Linked DNA regions of Mus musculus: regions 1 and 2 are each linked to region 3. A link is a contact called in public Hi-C data. All regions are on one chromosome and are shown on one strand. The core of a region is the stretch at or near the end of the contact, and the rest is flanking DNA. Distances in the headings are between cores, read along the strand shown. Region 1 has its middle 26 kb from the start of Gm46240. Region 2 has its middle 23 kb from the start of Gm46240. Region 3 overlaps Gm33782 (a long non-coding RNA gene).

Region 1 (2,892 bases), core at 227-2,726, 540 kb after region 3:
AGTGGCTTTACCATTCATTGGAGTACCTAATGACCTGTACTTGGTGACATGCCAGCATTTCATGAGGCCATTTATTGTCATTCCTAAATGGAATGAATAAAAAAGGGGGCATTCATTTTTTTAATATAAATTTATTTATTTACACTTCATATTTTATTCCCCTCTCCCTGTCCACACTCTGACTCTTCCACATTCCATACCTCCTCCCCACCCACCTGTCTCCATGTGGGTATCCCCACCCCCCCACCTGACCTCCAAACTCCCTGGGCCTCCTTGAGGTTAGGTGCATCACCTCCTCTCTTGAGGTTAGGTGCATCACCTCTGAATGATCATAGACCTGGCAGTCATCTGCTGCATGTGTTTTGGGGTGTCTCATATCAGCTGTTGTATGCTGACTGTTGGGTGTTCCAGTGTTTGAGAGATCTCAAGGGTCCAGATTGAGACTGCTGGTCCTCCTACAGGGTTGCTCTTTTTCTCAGCCTCCTTCAGCCTTTCCCTAATTCAACCACAGGGGCCAGCTGCTTCTGTCCATTAGCTGGTTGCAAATATCTGCACCTGACTCTTTCAGCTGTTTGTTGAGTCTTCTTGAGTGTGGTCATGCTAGGGCCCTTTTTGTGAGCGCTCCATAGCCTCAGTAATAGTGTTAGGCCTTGGGACATCAACTTGAGCTGGAGTCTTCTTTGAGCCTGTCACTGGACCTTCTTTTCCTCAGGCTCCTCTCCATTTCCGTCCCTGTAATTCTTTCAGACAGGAACAATTATGTGTCAGAGGTGTGACTGTGGGATACACCCCCTCCCTCATTTGATGCCCTGTCTTCCTCCTGGAGGTGGGCTCTATAATTTTCCTCTCCCTATTGTTGGGCCTTTCATCTAAGGTCCCTCCCTTTGAGTCCTGAGAGTGTCTCACCTCCCAGATCTTTGGTGCATCCTGGAGGATTCCCCGCCCCCCCCCCCCCCATCCTACCTCCTGAGGTTGCCTGTTTCCATGATTTCTGCTGGCCCCCAGGGTTTCAGTCCTTTTCAAGAGATTTATTTTGGCTGACAGTTTCAGCCTATCACCCCAGTGAGAGCAAGCAGAGGTCATGGCGATGGCAATGGCAATGACAATATGTGTGTGTGTGTGTGTGTGTGTGTGTGTGTGTGTGTTTGTTTGTTTGTTGGAGACATCTCACATCTTGCCAGATCAGGAAGCAGAAGGCAGGGCCAGAAGCAGAAGCCTTAAAACTTGCTTCTGGTTAACCATATCTGCCAGCTAGACCTTAAGTTCCAAACATCCCATAACCTACCACAATAGCATCACCAGTGGGGAAATGAGTGTTCAAGCAGAAGCCTGTGCATTCAAGCTATTGCAACCAGAATCTTAAAAGAATACGTGAACAGCTTGAAGATTATTCTAAGTGATGGCCTTCCATACAATCCTATAGGATTGCCTGGTCTCACTGAGACACCTTCTTTAGTAATGAGTCAGGAAGGAAGTCAGGGAAGGAAAGAGCTGTTCCCAGTGGAAGGAGTGGCTAAGTCAGCTAAAAGAGTGGACGACACAATGGAAGCCAATTGGACAGCAATGTGGGGAATGTAAATATTATGAAATCTCAGGGACAGGAAGTTGAATAAGGAGTAAGAGTAGGCCACTAGAATGGGAAGTTAAGAGATCATTGCTGATGCCTCTGAAGGATCTTGTGTCTGTTGTCGAGAGCCTGAGGGAAGGAAGGCCAGATTATATTCTGCTAAATAATAGTAAATGGGGTGAAGGGCTGGGAATCCATTCAGATCACACTTTTAAAAATTCCTTAAGTAGTTTGGTGGCACAAGCCTCTAGTCCACATTCTGGTGATGCCGACGCAAGAGGAGCATGAATTTAAGGTTGATTTAGACTACAGGCTGAGTTCAAGACCAGCCTTGGTAATTTAGGGAGACTTTGTCTGAGAATAACGTTTTCCTTTAGAGGGCTGGAGATCTAGCTCAGTGGTAGAATGCCTATCTGCCTGACTTCAATCACTGGAAAAGATGAGAAACAGAAAAGATGGAAGCACTAAGCAGTACAGGAGGCAAGACTGGGACAGGATCCTTGGCTCATACAACCTTGTGAGAAGAATCCTCCCAGACCCCAGCTTCCCTAATGTGCTGGCTACTCTAATGGCCCTAATAAGCTCACAGATTTGAATGCTTGGTTACCAGGGAGTGTCACTTTGTGAATGGACTAGGAGGTGTGGTCTTGTTAGAGGAAATGCGTCACTTGGGGGTGGGCCTTGAGGTTTCAAAAAGCTTAAGTAAAAGGAGCATGACCTCAGGGATGCAAGGCCAAGGGAGGGTGTTTGTTGGATCTGGAATAGGAGTTCCTTTGGACTCATAAATTTTGGAATTCTATAATGAATGGAAGGAATTTCCTTCTATTTTTGTAGGCGACTGTAACATGCAGCAGTAACACTCCTTTTATTTTCCTTCACCTTCAAGGTACAAGACCTTTCATGTGTGCAGTATACAGTACTGCTTTAACAGCCCTCGCTTTCATGCCTGCTATGTCCCCGCCTTTCTTAGAGGCTGAGTATCATGCTTGACTGGAAAACAGACAGGAGGTTGGGCTTCCTGACCAGGGCCACCAGCACTCACCTCACATAGCTGCCCTAGGTCTATCCGGCCAGGACTGGGCTATGTGAAGAGTTGCTTATGCCCTGTGCTCACTAACAATTGCATTATTCAAGCAGGGAGTGGAAGGCATAGATGTGGAAGCTGACATCAGCTCCCTTAGGCTTTGTAGCTATAAATGTTAAGAGGACATGTCCACAGCCATTGTGACCAAACACCTGTGCCAGCTTTTGTTAGAAAAGTTTGTGCTACCAGGGCCCAGGCCTCTGAGAGCAAGACTTTATGATTTTTAAACACACACATGCAC
Region 2 (3,008 bases), core at 116-2,615, 590 kb after region 3:
CAGTCTCAAAGCCCACCCTGTACAGAGACACTCTTCTTCTAACAAGGCCACACCTCCTTATAGTGCCATCCCCAGGGACAACTATATTCAAACCACGATGGGAAGGAACCCAGATCTTTGCAAAATGTTACCAGTGACATCACCAAATAATTGGCACGGAACTGGCCTCATAAATACTCGTGAAAAAAATGGATGCATAATTAATTAAAGTAAGTGTGACAGAAGGTGCATGGAATCTGTGCATGCTCATGATCTATGAAAACGAGAACTTGAACAAATAATTTTGTATGGAGAGTTTGTAGTCTACTGCCAACGATTGATGCTCATTGACACAGTATAGAGTGATATGGTAGACAACTCTTAAGTCTATACTAACTGAAAAGGATAGACAGAAATATTCCTTCTCATGGGTGACAGTTGACATTTCAGTAATATAATGTATGAATCTCTCCGCCCAAAGGAGTGGGGTCTGCTAATGTGTCCACCAACTTCCATCCTGTTAAGCTTGGACCTTGTCCATGATGGTCACTTTGTCTCTGGTGACTTTATGCCACACCTCCATGATGATTTTTCTCCTGTTTTCATCCTGTTAGAATGCAGTTACTGCATTCTACATTCTGCCATTTTGATGGCATCCATAGCTGCCTAAATTGGGGGGGGGGTGTCTGTCATTTACTTCACATAACTTTATACATCTTGATTCAAACAGTTTAAAATTTAAGACTTGAAGCCTGAAACCCTATTTCCATAAAGTAGTTGTGTTCTTCATGAATATAATTCAGACAGTGTGGTCTCCTTTGATCACTGACAAAACTCAGCACATTCAACTGAGGCTCCAAAAGTGTTATCTTCCATATATATCCTTGTATACAGATGTATTGGGATGGAGTGATTCCCGCAGATACAGGTTAGACTAGGAATATGTTTATATGCTTTGCTCAAACATCTGTGTTGACAGAAAAGCAGTTTTCCTATCTTTGGGTCTTTCATACAAATTGATTGATTTTCTGAAAATGACCTATTTCATGCAGAAGATATTGCTCAGTTGCTTCCTCGGCACATAGGTTGGATGCCCAGGATCTCATAAACCAGATGTGTCTCAGGACACTGCCTGATGTCTCCAGACTCAGAAGTGGGTAAGTGGGCAGGGAATGCTGAGATTCGAGATCATCTTCTGCTTAAAAACAAGCTTGAGTTTGATGCCAGGATGGGAAATGTAAGGCCCTATCTCAAAGAAAGAAAAACAAAATCTCCATAATATTTTAAAATCTCATCACAAAAAAAACATTCAAACTTCAGGGCAGAAGTGATTGCTTACCAATGTTCAGCCTTGCCAGTCTCTCAGAGCTAGGCAGTAAATATTTGTTGAATGAATGACTGTCCTCCCATTAAGCAATGAGGCTGCTTTAGCAATCAGACCCCTTAAATGGCATTATTTACTTGCTGAAAATGTGTTTTCCATATTGGCTAAGTTGTTTAATTTACATAGGCCTGTTGCCATACTGCTCTGTCACAGATCAACTGCAGAGCACACCCATCTCTTTTCTGACCTCCTTCTCACATCTAGACATGTTGAAAAGCAAACCCAGCTGTATCCATTTTGATTTAACAGCTCAGCCCTGCCCCGCCCCACCCTGCCCCTCTACCTTTAAATTGCAATTCTTTGATTTTCAATGCAGAGTTGACATGCCCCAGCCTGGTCTGTGATTCCACAAACGCTTTAGCTTTAGGTTATAAAGCAGACTCAAGTGGAGTCTTGTCTGCTTGTTTACTGGACTGTTTTAGAGACTGTTCAAATCCAAATGGCCGGGGGTGGGGGTGGGGGGAGATGGAAATTTAATGTGTTTCAGGCTTCGGTGCCTGAAGGTAAGGCAGACATTGGGTTTACCACTGCAGGTGAGCAGAAAAGACCTTTGAGCCTGAGCTATCCAGGTTTACCCCAGCAAATATATATCATACTCAAATGACAGGTTTTCTGTCAAATACTGAATGAGACACACCCACTCAGGAAAGTTGAGCAATTCTTTGCTTGTTCAATACTTTAATCCTCAGCTCAGTTAAACAGAAGCTCCAGCACACAGGACAGAAAGTACAGCAAACATCGGGCATGCCAAACACGACGGGACCTTTGCTGGCATTAACTCTGCCCTTTACTTCACCACTCCCCACTGGAAGAACAAGTTTGAAATTTTTTTTCTCTTGCCCTGGAAGCTGTTATTCTTATGACAAAAGACTGAGATCAATCACTATGCCAGCTCCACATCAGTCATTTGAAAGCATGACACAAGGGCAGGAATTACATTGAAATTTTAACATGTAAAGTGGTGGTAATGTGAAGGAATTGGTACTTGTTGACTATCCAAGAAAGGTTGATGCACCGTAATTCATTCGTAATTATTTATGAACACAAATCAGAGAGTTTTGAGTTGGGCTCTCTGTTAGCCATGGAAAGGAAAGAAAATGAAATCTCTTAAGAAGTCTGCAAAGAGCTGGGGAGATGGCTCAGTGGGTAAGTTGCCTACAGTACAAACATAGAGACCTAAGAAGAATCCATATGAAGAAGCCCAGAGCGGTGGAGACAGGCAGATGCCTGTGCCTCATAAGCTAGTCTACCTAACCTAGTCAGTCAGTCCCCGGTCAGTGAGAGACTGTCTCATAAAGTAGACAGCTTCTGAGGTGTAATATCTGAGGCTTTCCTCTATCTTTCCCATTCGAATACATGTAAAATCGAAAAAGAAAAATGCCAAACATGCACAATTCAACAGGTTCACATAGGTCAATATAATACCCATGATAGATACAGGTAGCATCATGGGATGAGCATGTAATAAATTTTGTGTCATTGTGTTGTCATTGGGTCTCAGTAATGTTTCCTTATGTCCTGGTCCTGGTTAGTTGTTTTTTTGTTTGTTTGTTTGTTTTCTGTCAACTACACACAACCTGGATTCCCCAGAGAAGGGGAATTTTCAATCGAAACTTTGCCGTGATCAGACTGGCCTGTGAGCATG
Region 3 (2,700 bases), core at 198-2,697:
TGTCTTATCACTTCTCACAGGGGCTCTAGGCATCCAAACTCAAGTCCGCTTGCTTGTATAGCAAGCACTTTAACAACTAAGCCATCTCCCCAGCCAGCACTTTAACAACTAAGCCATCTCCCCAGCCCCGTGCACTGGGATTTTTTTAAACACTCGCGCATTCTAGACTGCTCATTCCCTTCTGTTTAAAGGAATAGCTCCATTATCAGAAAACAATAATTCAACTCTTATGAAATCCCATCCATGGACATGTTAAAGAGATGTGGAAAGGGCTTTGTTCAAGTTACACACACATTTTTACCTGCCCGCTATCACTTTAAAACTTGGATGGATCTTCATTTAAAGAAAAGGGAAGTCCTGATAAAAATGGTAGTGTGCAGTGCCTCTTAAAACACTAGCACTTCAGGACCTTGTCACTGGCTTATCTGAGGGACAAAGAGCTGGTGCAGACTCTTTAGAAGGGGCTATAAGCTTTCTGGTTCTCCACAGACCCTTCCAGTCCTCAGCCTGTTCCCTACCAGGCAGCACTCTGGATATCTGTTTTTGACTCAGTTCACAGAAGTCTGTCAAAGCTCAGGTTCCTTTGTCTCTTCCGTATCCCACACAGGAGATTCAGCATGTGCCAAAGAGCTGCCTTTGACCTGAACGCTCATGCCATCCCTTCACGTCTCTGGTATTGGAAAGGTTATCAGGTTCCTCTCTGAATTCTACTCCAGCTCCTTTCCCCCACCCCAGAGGCTTTGTTCTGTGCTTTTGCTTTAAGAATGAAGACAAAGCCTGACGATACATCTATTCTCCTAAGACTCTAGTTCCTCAAGGCTGAGTGCCAGCTCCCTGATTTGTTTCCCGTCCAGAGCTGCGAATACAGAGACCGCCAACAGGGCAAGGCCATTTTGCTAATGACCTTCGTAGGGCTGACTGCACAGCCAGTCAACAGCAGATCTGAAAATAGAACTCAGGACTTTCAAATCATTGTTCTGCTTGCTGGGCTGTATTTCCTCCCATAAGGGCCTGGTTAAGCAACGTCCTGTTTTGCACAAGCAGAAGTCACAATACACATATGAGAAACTGGACTGGACACAAGGATCACAAGACCGCACCCACCCTTAGGAAAGATGGCTCTGTAGCATGAAGCAGTGCGATTTGTTTCTAGTCCTGCCGGTTTGGGTTGCAAGCGGGCTCACAGCTGGTCAAATCATTGACTTTGCAGTATGTGGTGTTTTAGGAATTTTCAGAGTGCCAAGTGTCAGGTATTTGCCTGACAACACACCAAAAAGACATTTATGCAAGTGACAGAACAGTGTCGTAAGGTGGCCACCAGCTTGGGAATCACTGTGTTTGTGGTGCAAGTGCCATGGGAGAACCAGAAGCTTGGTGGCAGATCATTCTTTTAGGGTATTCCTTGTGGCCTGTAGAGGGCAGATTGAAATCGCAGAGATGCCCCTAGGCACTGTAGTCATCCTGGACTTGGAGGCTGAGGCAAGAGGACCTCGTGATCAAGACCAGGCAGTTCCTTTATTACCTCGAGCTGCCTTAAGGGAAGGAAATGGGGTGGGGGTGGGGGACGACGAAACAGAACAAAACAAACAAACAAAATGACTGGAATTGTCAAAAGTCAATCAATAAGGGAGTTTTATTTGGGAGCTGACAGCAGGATTACGTACAGTCCAGAACACAGGTATACAGGTGGCCACTTGCATGTCCTGAGAACAAAGGAAAGCCTGGGGGGTTTTAGCAAGCAGAGAAATCTACACATGAACATACCTGGTCCTTCTCACTGCCTGTGGGAATGGCAAGGTCTGATGGATGGGTGGGGCAGTGGGTAAAGCTAGTTTGAAGATTGTAGTTGGCAGTTACGCTGTTAGCTACTAAATAAATCAAGTCTTGAACATGCCCAGGGTGTTCCTTTGGACTGTTTCTGGAAGATTGGATCTGGAGCAGGCATGTATTGGTATGATTTCCCTTCCTTGCCTCCAGCCCCCGCCCCCCTCCACCTTAGTGGGGTGTGGTAGGAATGCTTACAGAAGGTTGGGGGGTGGTTTACACTTCCTGATGTTCCTTCAAATTGTTGAGACCTCTCTGTTCCATGCTAGCCCACGTAGAGGGCTTGCTAGCCCTTCAGTGATCTTCAGTGTGTTCTTGGAGAGCAGAGCCTGAGGATGCTAGCTGTTTTTGCCTCTCAGTCAAGCTCCTGGCCGCTCCGCAGGACATAACAGAGTGGATTCCAGGACCCTGAACTAGCTGTAGTACGTGAGCCCTGGATCTATGTCTCACACCTGCCAGACTTGAATCGAATGGCTTTGTGTCTTTGCGTCTGTTTGTTAGTCTGTAAGACAGGCGCGGCAACAGCTGGTAAGACCTCGGAGTCATTATGAAATTGAAATGAGTTGTTATTCATGGATTGCTTCAAAAGATTCTAGACAAAGATAATAGGTTTAGTTGTAGGCAATCAATAAACGACCTAGCAACGGGAAACAACTGCAGTTAGCTATGTGGAACAGGCCGAACACACCACAGGACCCTCCTTCCTTCTCTCCTTCTTTAGAGAAGCCTGCTTTATAGTTCAAAAGTGGGCCCTTGAGATCTCATTCCTCATTGCTCCATACTACAGATAGAGCAACTGAGGCACAGGGAAATTAGGTGATTTATTTATGTTTACCCACCAGGCACGTGACAGGATGGAAGGACAGGGCACTGTAT

What was found. A called contact is a pair of places that touch in the nucleus more often than the background predicts.
Region 1: a Hi-C map of bone marrow-derived macrophages shows a contact between it and region 3, with 16 read pairs. The contact joins two enhancer-like sites. A contact is called at or near these places in 1 of 15 datasets of contacts at CTCF or cohesin (pro-B cells), 3 of 484 Hi-C or Micro-C datasets (bone marrow-derived macrophages and peritoneal macrophages) and 5 of 115 datasets of contacts at active chromatin or transcription factors (bone marrow-derived dendritic cells, embryonic stem cells, large pre-B cells and 2 more).
Region 2: a contact with region 3 is called in a Hi-C map of epidermal suprabasal cells, with 5 times the contacts expected there. The contact joins two enhancer-like sites. A contact is called at or near these places in 2 of 15 datasets of contacts at CTCF or cohesin (the NIH/3T3 cell line and pro-B cells), 8 of 484 Hi-C or Micro-C datasets (the C10 cell line, CD4 T cells, cerebral cortex and 3 more) and 6 of 115 datasets of contacts at active chromatin or transcription factors (bone marrow-derived dendritic cells, cardiomyocytes, embryonic stem cells and 3 more).

The regions. Positions count from the first base shown.
Region 1 is chr10:96,874,320-96,877,211 of GRCm38.p6, forward strand. No RefSeq gene overlaps it. Among named protein-coding and RNA genes, the nearest start is that of Gm46240, 26 kb to the right of the region's middle. Within about 2 kb of position 1,477, at least 34 of the 459 cell types and tissues checked have an H3K27ac peak or open chromatin away from gene starts, as enhancers often do. A contact at or near this core is called in bone marrow-derived macrophages, where this site is marked.
Region 2 is chr10:96,922,901-96,925,908 of GRCm38.p6, forward strand. No RefSeq gene overlaps it. Among named protein-coding and RNA genes, the nearest start is that of Gm46240, 23 kb to the left of the region's middle. Within about 2 kb of position 1,366, at least 26 of the 459 cell types and tissues checked have an H3K27ac peak or open chromatin away from gene starts, as enhancers often do. A contact at or near this core is called in epidermal suprabasal cells and liver, where this site is marked.
Region 3 is chr10:96,332,009-96,334,708 of GRCm38.p6, forward strand. All of the region lies in intron 2 of Gm33782 (a long non-coding RNA gene), which reads left to right. Among named protein-coding and RNA genes, the nearest start is that of Gm33782, 24 kb to the left of the region's middle. Within about 2 kb of position 1,448, at least 117 of the 459 cell types and tissues checked have an H3K27ac peak or open chromatin away from gene starts, as enhancers often do. A contact at or near this core is called in bone marrow-derived macrophages, epidermal suprabasal cells and liver, where this site is marked.